Linked DNA regions of Mus musculus: region 1 is linked to region 2. A link is a contact called in public HiChIP or PLAC-seq data. All regions are on one chromosome and are shown on one strand. Each heading gives the region's core, a stretch centred on a gene start, on an enhancer-like site or on the middle of the called end of the contact. The rest is flanking DNA. Distances are from core to core; before and after follow the strand shown.

Region 1 (5,027 bases), core at 1,044-3,543, 870 kb after region 2:
ATAAAATCCTCATGGAACTGTTATTGCCATATTGAAATGTGGCATTTGGAATAGCTCATATCTGTGTGGCCAGGGCATGGGCACTCATATTTAGCTCCAGAATCAATTCTTCTCCTATTCTCTTTAAGGTAAGCGCTATGGTTTTGTAGGCTGGGCATGGTGGCACACACATCTTTACTTGAAACACTCGGGAGAGAGAGACAGGTGGATCTCTGAGTTCTAGGAACCACCTAGTCTACAAAATGAGTTCCAAGCCAGCCAGGAGAGAAACCCTGCTGGGAGGGGGAGGGAGGAGCTGTGCTTTCACACTGTTCTGCTTCAGGCTTCTGGAGCAGTAAAGGAGAGAGAACGTCCTCTCTACAGCATCCTGGAGTGGAGCCAGCCTCTGAGCTATTTAGTCTCTCACACAGCTCCTGGACTTTATTTTGGACAGCCTCAAAGCCTGTTTCTCCAGGACTCAGCACCAAGTCTGTGGTCTCAGTCGTCCCTCATTGGTCTGGTCCTTGGTGGTGATAACGAATACCTACCCTCATCCTTAAGACTGAGTCTTCCTCTCCCAACATGTACTTAGTTCTTATCAAAAGCAGCTGCATTCTTCTCTCTTCTGGGAGTCACCAGCACCCCCTATTCCTGAGTATCTGAGGGCCTCAGTTACCTTCCAGAAAAGAAGAGGAGATGTGTTAGCATACACCCTAGGCCTCTCCCATGCCAGTCGCTGGTCCAGGCCCTGGACTGCGTTGTCCCTTTATCTCTCCAGCAGTTGTGAAAGACTGATACAACCTCCCAGTACTCAAGTAAAAGGTCACATGTTTTTTGGTTCCTAAACAAGGGCCTTTCTCAAGGTCACCTAACTGAGAAGCAGGAAGAGGACAGGTTTGAAGCCTGCTCAGTCCAGTCTGAGGGCTTTGTCACCACCGAGTCCCCAGGCTTCCCAGGGACTCTAGCGTTGCTCCAGACCACAGCTGAGTGTGGGCCCTAACTTCCAGTTGCCTTTCCTGTTGCTCTGAAACCCTCCCTCCCTTCCTTTCTCCCCCCTTCCCTCTCTCCTCTCCAGCCACCTTCCTCTTTCCTCCTTTCTTCCCATTTTCTATAGGGTCTCCTGTACCTAAAACTTCAAATTAATAAGGTAGCCAAGGATGGTTTTGAACTCCTGATCTTCTTGCCTCCACTTCCCAAGAGTTGGAATTTCAGACGTGTACCACACCCAGCTGAGGAGCTACGGGAGATGGAGCCCAAGGATGTTGTGGATGGTAAGCAAGAAAAGCAAGCAAACAAGCAAGCAAGCACTCTACCAACCAAGCTATAACCCCAGCCGTATTCTTTCTTTGATGCTGGGGACTGAACACAGGGCCTTCAACATGCTGAGTGTACTAGGCTACAGAGGCCCAGGGCTACTGAGGAACTTCCCAGAGCTGCTCACCAACCTCAGGGTCACAGCTCTGCCATCTCCCCTGGTGGGGTCCCTTACTTACACATCATGATGCAAGTCAGCCTCTGGAGAGAAGCAAAGTCTGGGGGTCACACAAGCTTAAAGGCAACGTGGCCAATGGATAGCTTGTGCTGCGGCCTGGTCCTCATTGCTCTCCTATTCAGTGTTGTGGATCTACCCCTTAGTAGCTTCCATGGAAAAGCTCTCTCTGCCTGGGAGTCTGGAGTCATTGTTTAAATGCCTTTGTTTCAAAGCTAAGTTTAAAACAACTAAACTGAAATGGGCTAACGGCGGCTGCCACAGATGCTGCGGCTGTGGAGATTTGCATTATACACAAAATAGGATGTAACGATGTCACTGGGCATTTATCAAAATCACAGCCGTTAGGCAACAAAGGCTCTGGAAATCATGACTGCACTTGGAGGCATCTCCCAACAATGCCTCCTCTCAGGAGGGGCCCCAAGACCACCGCTGACAATTTCCTTCAGGCCTCATCAATGTTTTTCGTTGTTTAAAGACACACATTAATTTAGAGTCTCCTCCCATTCTCTCCGTAAATTACAGCATTCAGAAGAAGTGGCAGCTGCTGTAATTAAGACACAGTTAATTGCCCGTCTCCTTAATTGCAATGATAGGATTTTGACAGTTTGGTAAATAAGAATTGTTTGGTTTCCTCTGGCAACTTCAGCCTCAGTCAACTCTCCTCTGCCAGTGCAGAGTCCCCCAGCTCTGGGACAAAGGGGTGCAGTCCAACCTAAAAGAATGGGAAGGTTGGCATGCTGTTTCACCTCCAGACTTGTCTCTCTGCTAGAGCCTACCCAGCACAGCTTCTTCCACTGCCCCACCCCACAGGGTGTCTCCACATTCCAAACTTGTGCCTACTCAGTGGAATGCACAGACGCAGGAAGCCTCCACTACACAGCAACCATCTCCTTCACTGCAGGAAACCAGAAAACACACCCAAAATCAGGAGCAAAGCCGGAAACTCAGCTCAGAATGTCTTACTCATAGTCTTCCCACTGGTCTCAAAGAGCGTTCTACAGAGGCAGAGAGACATTAGGGGTCACACAAGATGTGTTCAGAGCTGTACCAGTTACTGTTTGGTTACTATGATAAAAGACCTGACATGATGAACTTATGATGGAGAAAGGTATGTCTTGTCTTAGTCTGGAGGTTTCAATCCTGGTCAGTTGGCTTGTTGCTGTGGGGCCTGTAATGATCAGCATGTCATGACAAGAGTGGGTAGGAATGGAAACTTTCACCTTGGCCAAAATGTGAAACAGAAGAAGGAATCAAGAGTCCCACTGTCTCCCTCACATCCACATTGCCAATGACCCAGGACCCTCTACCTGATCCACCTCTTGGTGATCCACCACTTCCCAGAGCATCAAGCTCTCAACACTTTACCTTGATTGGTCAGATACTATATGTATCCAGAACCCAGTCGCTTTCATGACAAATAGTATAAAGGAATATTAATGTAACAACATGGCTGCTATGGCAAGGGATCACATACAATCTAGGTCTGTGTGATCTGGTTGGAATGACACACCTTTAATCTCTCTGGCTGGAATACAGCCATGACCTTACCACGCACCTTTAATCCCAAACAATGAAGGTAAAACTCATTTGTAGAAGGAAGCAGTCATGTTTGAAAGTGATGTCTAATTGAGGGACAGAAAAATGGAGAATCAGAGAAAGAGTTGGAAGGACAAGTCAGCAATAGGATACGTCCAACTCTCGTGAGAATAGACAGGAAAGCGAGGAGACTTAAGAGTGGCACAGGGAGAGAGAAAGATGAGACTCAAGTGTTGGTGTGTGGTGTGGGTGTAGGTTGCAGGTGAAGACAGAATGGGCCAGATAATGAAAAGGAGCCAGAAGATTAGAACATATTGCCAAAGTTAGTATGAGGCCGAGCAGAGTCATTCAGTCAAAAGCCAAGAGAAGCCTTCTTGAATCAGTCAGCTTGAAGAGGCATTTGGGCCAGAATAGTTGGTTTAAACCAGCCAGCCAGATTTTAGAAAGAACTAGAAAGGGTGAGCTTATTCAGCAGTAAGTCACTGAGATGACAATTACATCTGGCAAATAAATATTACTTTTACAAAATAGTATTTTAAGAATTCAAACTACACTTTTGGGATAGCATTGGAAATGTAATTGAGGAAAATACGTAATAAAAAAAAGAAAAGAAAAGAAAAAAAGAATTCAAACTGCATTTTATTTACCTGTGTGTTTGTGTCTGTGTGTGTGTGTGTTTGAGCACGTGCATGTACAAAGTGGTTTTCTCCCTCTCTATGTGGCTTCCAAGGATCAGACTCAGGCCACTAGGCTTGATGGCAAGTGTCTTAACCCCTGAGCCATCTTACCAGCCCCCAAAGTGGATTTTTAGGATGTAAATTGAAAAAAGTAATTGTGCTGTGTTTGTAGTAACTGTTCAATAAATAGAGGTTATACAGCAAGCAATATTGTTCCACATTTTATGTAAACCTGTTTCTACTCCTTTATTATTCACAATTCTTTATTTTTCATAGACCTAATTCTATGGGAATCATGATTTACATTCTGGACAGAGATTTACCACTTTCCAGTGACAGCATATAAAGAACTCCGGGTAGAAGCAGTCATCAGAAACACTAGATCTAAGTCTGGGAGCCTGGAGAAGTGTTCACTGGCTCCCTGTGAGTCAGGGGTGGGGGTAGGCGTAGAAACAATGTTAATAGTGATAAGACCATCACTCTGGTTGTGTTGTGACAGCTGTGTTATTAGTTGCTCCTGCTCCTCAAAGGGTACACAGGCTGACAGACTAGAAAAGGTGGTAGTGACAATGACCATGTTTTCCTCAGAGCACCTGCCCTTTCCTAAGTAAATAGCAAAGAAAGACCAGGTGGTGGTGCTCACCTTTAATCCCAGCACATGGAAGGCAGAGGCAGGTGGATCTCTGTGAGTACCCGCCCAGCCTGGTCCAGAGAGCAAGCTCCAGGACAACCAAAGGTATACAGAGAAACCCTATCTCGAAACACAAAACAAAACTAACAAACAACAAAAAAGGAAGCTTCACCCATCTGTCTACTACAGTACAGAGGAAAGCCATCACCAGGGAGACAGCTGTCCTTAAATGTACTGTTTTACCATTATGTAGGGGTGTGGCTGTCAGTACACCTTCCCAGCACCACCTGAACCTCACATTTTACCTGTCTTCCCCATACAAGGTCTGAAGCCTCTGGCAGATGGCACAGAAGACGACATGCAGATCTTGCTTGTGATCATAGCTGCACTTGGATTTAACAGACTTGGTTGACAGTTATGATCTTGTTGAAAACTGGCAACATCTCTCTAAGCCCTTCTAGTTTTAAGATTTCTATTAAAAACTCAGCTATTATTCTGAGGGCTTGACTTTATACGAAACTGATTTTTTTTCTTGCAGTTTTCAATATTGCTTTTTTTGATCTGTAATATCCACTGTTTTAACCATTATATGACATATGAAGTTTCTTCTTTGCTGTTTTCTTTATTGGGGGGGTTCTTTATTTGTTTCAGACAGGGTCTCACTATGTAGGGCTGGCTGTCCTGAAATTCGCTGTGTAGAACAGGCTGACCT
Region 2 (4,900 bases), core at 1,642-4,141:
GGAGATTACAGTGTTTATATTGATCGGATGTCTGGCTTTTGTTTAGAAAGTAGATTCTTGTCATTTATGAATTCTACTTTTGTTATCTTAAATTTGATCTCAGCCTTTGAGAGGAAGTGCTGGCCTACTTAGTGCACATTTCTGCTGTGTCAGCAATGTGGCCTTATGTTCCACTTCAGTCACAGAATAGGGCGAAAGGTTTCTGCTTTTCTTATTTTTATGGATTGTAAGACTCCCTTTGTGTAATCTGATATTTAGACCTTTCCAACTTATTAGTGCACAATGCTGCCTACTGAGCATGCCGCTGACTTTGAAAAGCATCCAGCATGCCTTGGGTTTGGATTTCTAGTTTTGTGTACTTAATGTCAGTCAGTGCGTGCTACATGATTTTAATGTAGGATTTGGGAACTGAACCTTAAATGTGATAAATCCAAAGAGCTTGCTGGAGCCTTGAGAAACATGAACTTGTGAAACCAGTCGCCAGCTACTCCTTCCGCACTCCAGCAAGATCTCTTCTGGATATGTGAACCGTAAGTGACATGTGGTAGACAGGGAGGGCGTGAGGCATACCACGGGGACCAGACCACCCATGTTTCTGTGGTGCTCCACACTGGGGATCGTAGTAAGTCACTTAAGATGTGTTAATATTGCTTGTGTTTTTAAAGTTGGTTTGAAATCTTCTGAAGTGTCTTCCACTCAGGCTGCTTTGTCCCATAAAGTAGGTAAAAGCAACGCCAATTTCTTTTATTCTCTTTCATAATGATCAAATTTTAATAGTTTTCAGGTGGTAGTTGAAAATTCTTTAGAGAAATCCTGGATACTTTTTTTTTTTTTGAGGAGAAATGATTCCAGTAGTGCTGTCCTGGGTTTTGGTCCATTTTGTGATCATTGGCAGGCTTCTGTCCAGCTGGCATTAAACAGCTGCAGCAGGGAGCTTTCCAAAAATGAGGCACAAAGAAATGTTTCATCAGCCTTCTAGACTTTCCTTAAAGACAGGAGTAATGATGCTTGTTAAAACGCTGTTTACTGCAAATGCATAAAATTGACAGTGACTTAAAGCATTATTGCCTAGTAGTTCTGTATTTCCAGATGAGGTTGATTCATATTTCTTTTATTTATTTATTTATTATATGATTTTTTTCTTTTCTTTTTTTAAATTTAATTTTACTTGTAATTCATTTTTTACACTCCATATTCCATTCTCCTCCCCTCTCCATCCACCCTCCAGCTGTTCCACATTCCACACTTCCTCCCCACCCCACCCCATCTCCACATGGATGCCCCTACCCCCCACCCCACGTGACCTCTAAACTTCCTGGGGCCTCTGTTCTCTTGAGGGCTAAGTGCTTCATCTCTGAATGAACACAGATCTGGAAGTCCTCTACTGTGTGTGTGTTAGGGGCCTCATATCAGCTGGTGTATGCTGTTTGATGGTCCAGTGTTTGAAAGATCTTGGGGGTCCAGATTAACCAAGACTTTTGGTCGTCCTACAGAATCGCCCTTCTCCTCAGCTTCTTTCAGCCTTCTTCAACTCAACCACAGAGATCAGCAGCCTCTGTCTATTGGTTGGGTGCAAATAACTGCATCTGACTCTTTCAGCTGCTTGTTGGATCCCTCGGAGGGCAGTCATGTTAGATCCCTTTTTGTGATTCATGTTTCTTAAAGCAACCTTCTCCTATGTGTATTTACACCCACGGCTGACGTTTTCAGGGTCTTCACCTGGCTTCCCTTGCTCCGACAGTTCATTAAGTTTCTGATGTGCTGCACTCATAGTGTGTGCAAGGGCTTTTCCAGTACAGCCCCATCCCTACCCTCACAGGTTGTGTTCTGTGTGTTGTCTTTACCCCTGCCTGCTTTCTACCTGGGCTGTGGAGTACTGTGAGTTCAGTTCATGGGGCTGGCTCACCTTCACCAGGAAACGCCCTGGCTGAGACCCTGGGGTGATCATGTGCTGTTTTTAAGTTTTTGTACAACTTTGCCTCAGAAGATGATGTCGCATGTGTCTGTTCCACTGTGTCCCTTTGTCCTCAGGCCTAACACTAGTTTTGTCCTCTGGACACAGCCTCTGAAGGAGGACGCACCTGCCCACAATCCACCTGGCTACCTGCCATACTATTGTCACATTTCTGAATACCCAGTAGTCTTGACAAATGCAAGAGGAAAGTGTAGGGTGCAAAGTGGGAGATCAGCTAAGAAAGTGACAGGCAGATGAAGATGGGGGTAGAAGGAACCAAGGCTCCCCACTGACGAGCCCAGGCTGCCACCAAGAGCTCTTTGTTTCCTGAGTATACAGTGTTGGGTAAGGAGTGGAGTTGAAACACAGCCAAAGGCGAGATGCAGCGCTAAGTGTAGGACCCTGAGCTTGCCAGGATGGCTCTCCATAACCTCCCATGGCCATAGGAGGCGCTGGAGTGGCTCACTCCCACCCGTGCAGATGTTTGTTTGCCATCTCCTAAAAGATGATTTTAATGAAATGTCTGTGTTTGGGGCTCATTTGTAATGATTTTCTTTGGCTTAAGGGTTGATGAATTTATATCCTAAAGCATCTTGAACTAGAAGAATTAACGTTTACTTTGCTCTTCTAAATAATAACTTGACTTTTTCCATGTAAATCTTACAACATTATTACTGGGAAATCTCTTTTGGTATCACTTATGAAGTCTTCCTGTTATGGATGTCCTTAGTCATACACTTGAGCTTTTTAGTTTATTTTAATATGGAAAGATAGTAGACTCATAAACAGATTAAACTATTCTAAAGTAGTTTAATTTGTGGCTTTAATTTTACATGTATTTTTTATGTGCATGTGTTTGTGTGCACACATGCATTCCATGGCAGAGAGCCTCTCTCGGGAGTTGTTTAACTCCTCCCACCATGTAGGTCCTTGGCATGAGACTCAGTTTGTCATCCCCAGCAGCAAGCGCTTTCCCCACAGTGAGTCATCTTGCGGCCCCGTACATATGTTCTTCTTGTCATTTATTTTGTCTAGGATCTACTATGTGACAAATACTACTCTTGATAGAGGGTGCCCTGAAAATAAACTAAGTGGCTTAAAGCTATCTCCGTGAGAAGCAGAGGTGGTCGCTCTTGGCCTCGCAGGGTCAGTTAACTTGTTTTACATTCACTGGGCAGCTTGCCGTTCTCTTTGGGGCTGGGAACCTCGTCCTTGTGATAGAGTAGTATCAGGGCAGAGAAAGGATGCCACCGAGCTATAACGTTTTTGCTATTCAGTAGCTCTCAGGGAGGCGAGCACATGATTCTCAGACTGCTTTGTGCTCCTAAGGGTGATTTTCTTCCAGGTTCATAGGTCCTTGTCATTTGTGTATCCCGGTTTATGTTATTTACACTTTTGTTTTGAAACTCAAATAAGTACAAATTCTGTTTTGCTTGCATTCCTTTTTTACTTTAGAATGATAAATCTGCTTTTGAGTCTCTTACTCTCCCACATAATTATGCCTCATAATATTCAATCAGAACAATTTACTGTTTTTTATTTCACTTAGGATAAAAATTAAGTAATTTTCATGGATTTAAAACAAATCAGGAAGCTCATCACCATTCCATGAATTTTATGCTATTTGTAACAATTTGTGGTTTAACAAAAAGAGCTTTTATGAATGTGTTCAGCATTACATGTTTCTAAAACTGTGTGTGACTATTTTCCAAATACCACAGATAGTTTAAAATCTTTTCTTCGGGAGATTTGTGGAGTCATTAGTTAGTTTAGAAGGGTATTTGGAATCAGTGTTTGCGATCTTCCAAACCACTCTTCAGTGCTTGCTTGCAGCTTGCTTGCTTGCAGCTTGCTTGCTTGCAGCTTGCTTGCTTGCAGCTTGCTTGCTTGCAGCTTGCTTGCTTGCTTTTCTTTCCTTTTTCTTTCTTTTTATCCCAGTTGCTTCTTCTCTGACAGTTTATAATCTGGCAGCGGGTTGACGCTGCATGAGAGAGCTGGTCATGTTGATGGCGCACAAGATGGCACATGTACAGTCCAGCATGCTTTTCACTCTGCTTTGTAGATGTAGACAATTTACCACCTCATTTCTCTCATTGGCACCGTGGGTATGTACAGTTTTAAACTATATCTTTATTTTGCATATACATGTGCTAGCTTGTCTGCATGCTGCATGGGGTCCTGAGAGACCGAATGTAGATCTGGTCGGGAACCACTTGGTGTGGGTGCTGAACCCAGGTCCTTGTGAAGAGCAAGTTCTTCTCCCTGAGCTGTCTCTCTAGTTCCCCCTACTACGGATTGTTGTACAGTGATAAGTTTCGAAATATCCTGAGAGTTTGTTATGGAATTCGTTTAACCCGGGAAATTGGATCTTAGCAATTTTTCATGTCACAACATTGGTATTCTGCTTACTCAACAAGCAGCCCAGCCTAGTGGACATCTGAGGCTTATTAAGGGAGGGGTGGAGCTTGCCCAGGATTCAGACCAGTAGCCAAGATTTTGTTCAATTAGAGTGTCAGCTCCTAAAAGATACAACTGGAGGGCTTGAGGGGTCCCATAAAAATACCCACTGAAATAAAAAGCAGAAATAAACAGCAGACTTCATAACTAGCTGAGAGAATTTGACTGGGGGTGGGGGAGATGAAAATGAGGCCACGGAAGGATTAAAAGGAAGTGTGTCCACCAGTCCTAGCAAGCCAGAGTAGACAGCACGTCAAGGCCTTTGAACCCCCACCCCTGCCTGCTAACGAGTGAGACCAAGGTTTCTCTTCAAATATTCTAAGTCTTTCACATAGACTTCCTCATTGGTAAAGCTGCCTTTGATGTGCGCACTCTTCTGAACTTGGTTGCCTGTCCCAGCTCCTTCACTTCCCTTTTCTAAGTCATTCCCTCTTGCTGAGGCCTCTCTCTGTGGTCCTGCATATGCCAGCCATTTCCAAAAAAGGGTAT

Evidence for each region. HiChIP or PLAC-seq counts read pairs in DNA pulled down with a chosen protein or histone mark.
Region 1: a contact with region 2 is called in a FOXA1 HiChIP or PLAC-seq map of pancreatic cancer cells. The contact joins two enhancer-like sites. A contact is called at or near these places in 1 of 39 promoter capture datasets (embryonic stem cells), 1 of 15 datasets of contacts at CTCF or cohesin (the NIH/3T3 cell line), 2 of 484 Hi-C or Micro-C datasets (bone marrow-derived macrophages and embryonic fibroblasts), 9 of 115 datasets of contacts at active chromatin or transcription factors (the 230-238 cell line, embryonic basal ganglia, embryonic forebrain and 6 more) and 2 of 9 other capture datasets (liver and macrophages).

What each region holds. Positions count from the first base shown.
Region 1 is chr1:177,716,933-177,721,959 of GRCm38.p6, forward strand. Gm30115 (a long non-coding RNA gene) reads right to left here. Exons shown (of 5, transcript XR_373742.2): 2 at 528-655. Among named protein-coding and RNA genes, the nearest start is that of 1700016C15Rik, 10 kb to the right of the region's middle. Within about 2 kb of position 2,294, at least 53 of the 459 cell types and tissues checked have an H3K27ac peak or open chromatin away from gene starts, as enhancers often do. A contact at or near this core is called in pancreatic cancer cells, where this site is marked.
Region 2 is chr1:176,848,665-176,853,564 of GRCm38.p6, forward strand. All of the region lies in intron 8 of Sdccag8 (serologically defined colon cancer antigen 8), which reads left to right. Among named protein-coding and RNA genes, the nearest start is that of Sdccag8, 36 kb to the left of the region's middle. Within about 2 kb of position 2,892, at least 14 of the 459 cell types and tissues checked have an H3K27ac peak or open chromatin away from gene starts, as enhancers often do. A contact at or near this core is called in pancreatic cancer cells, where this site is marked.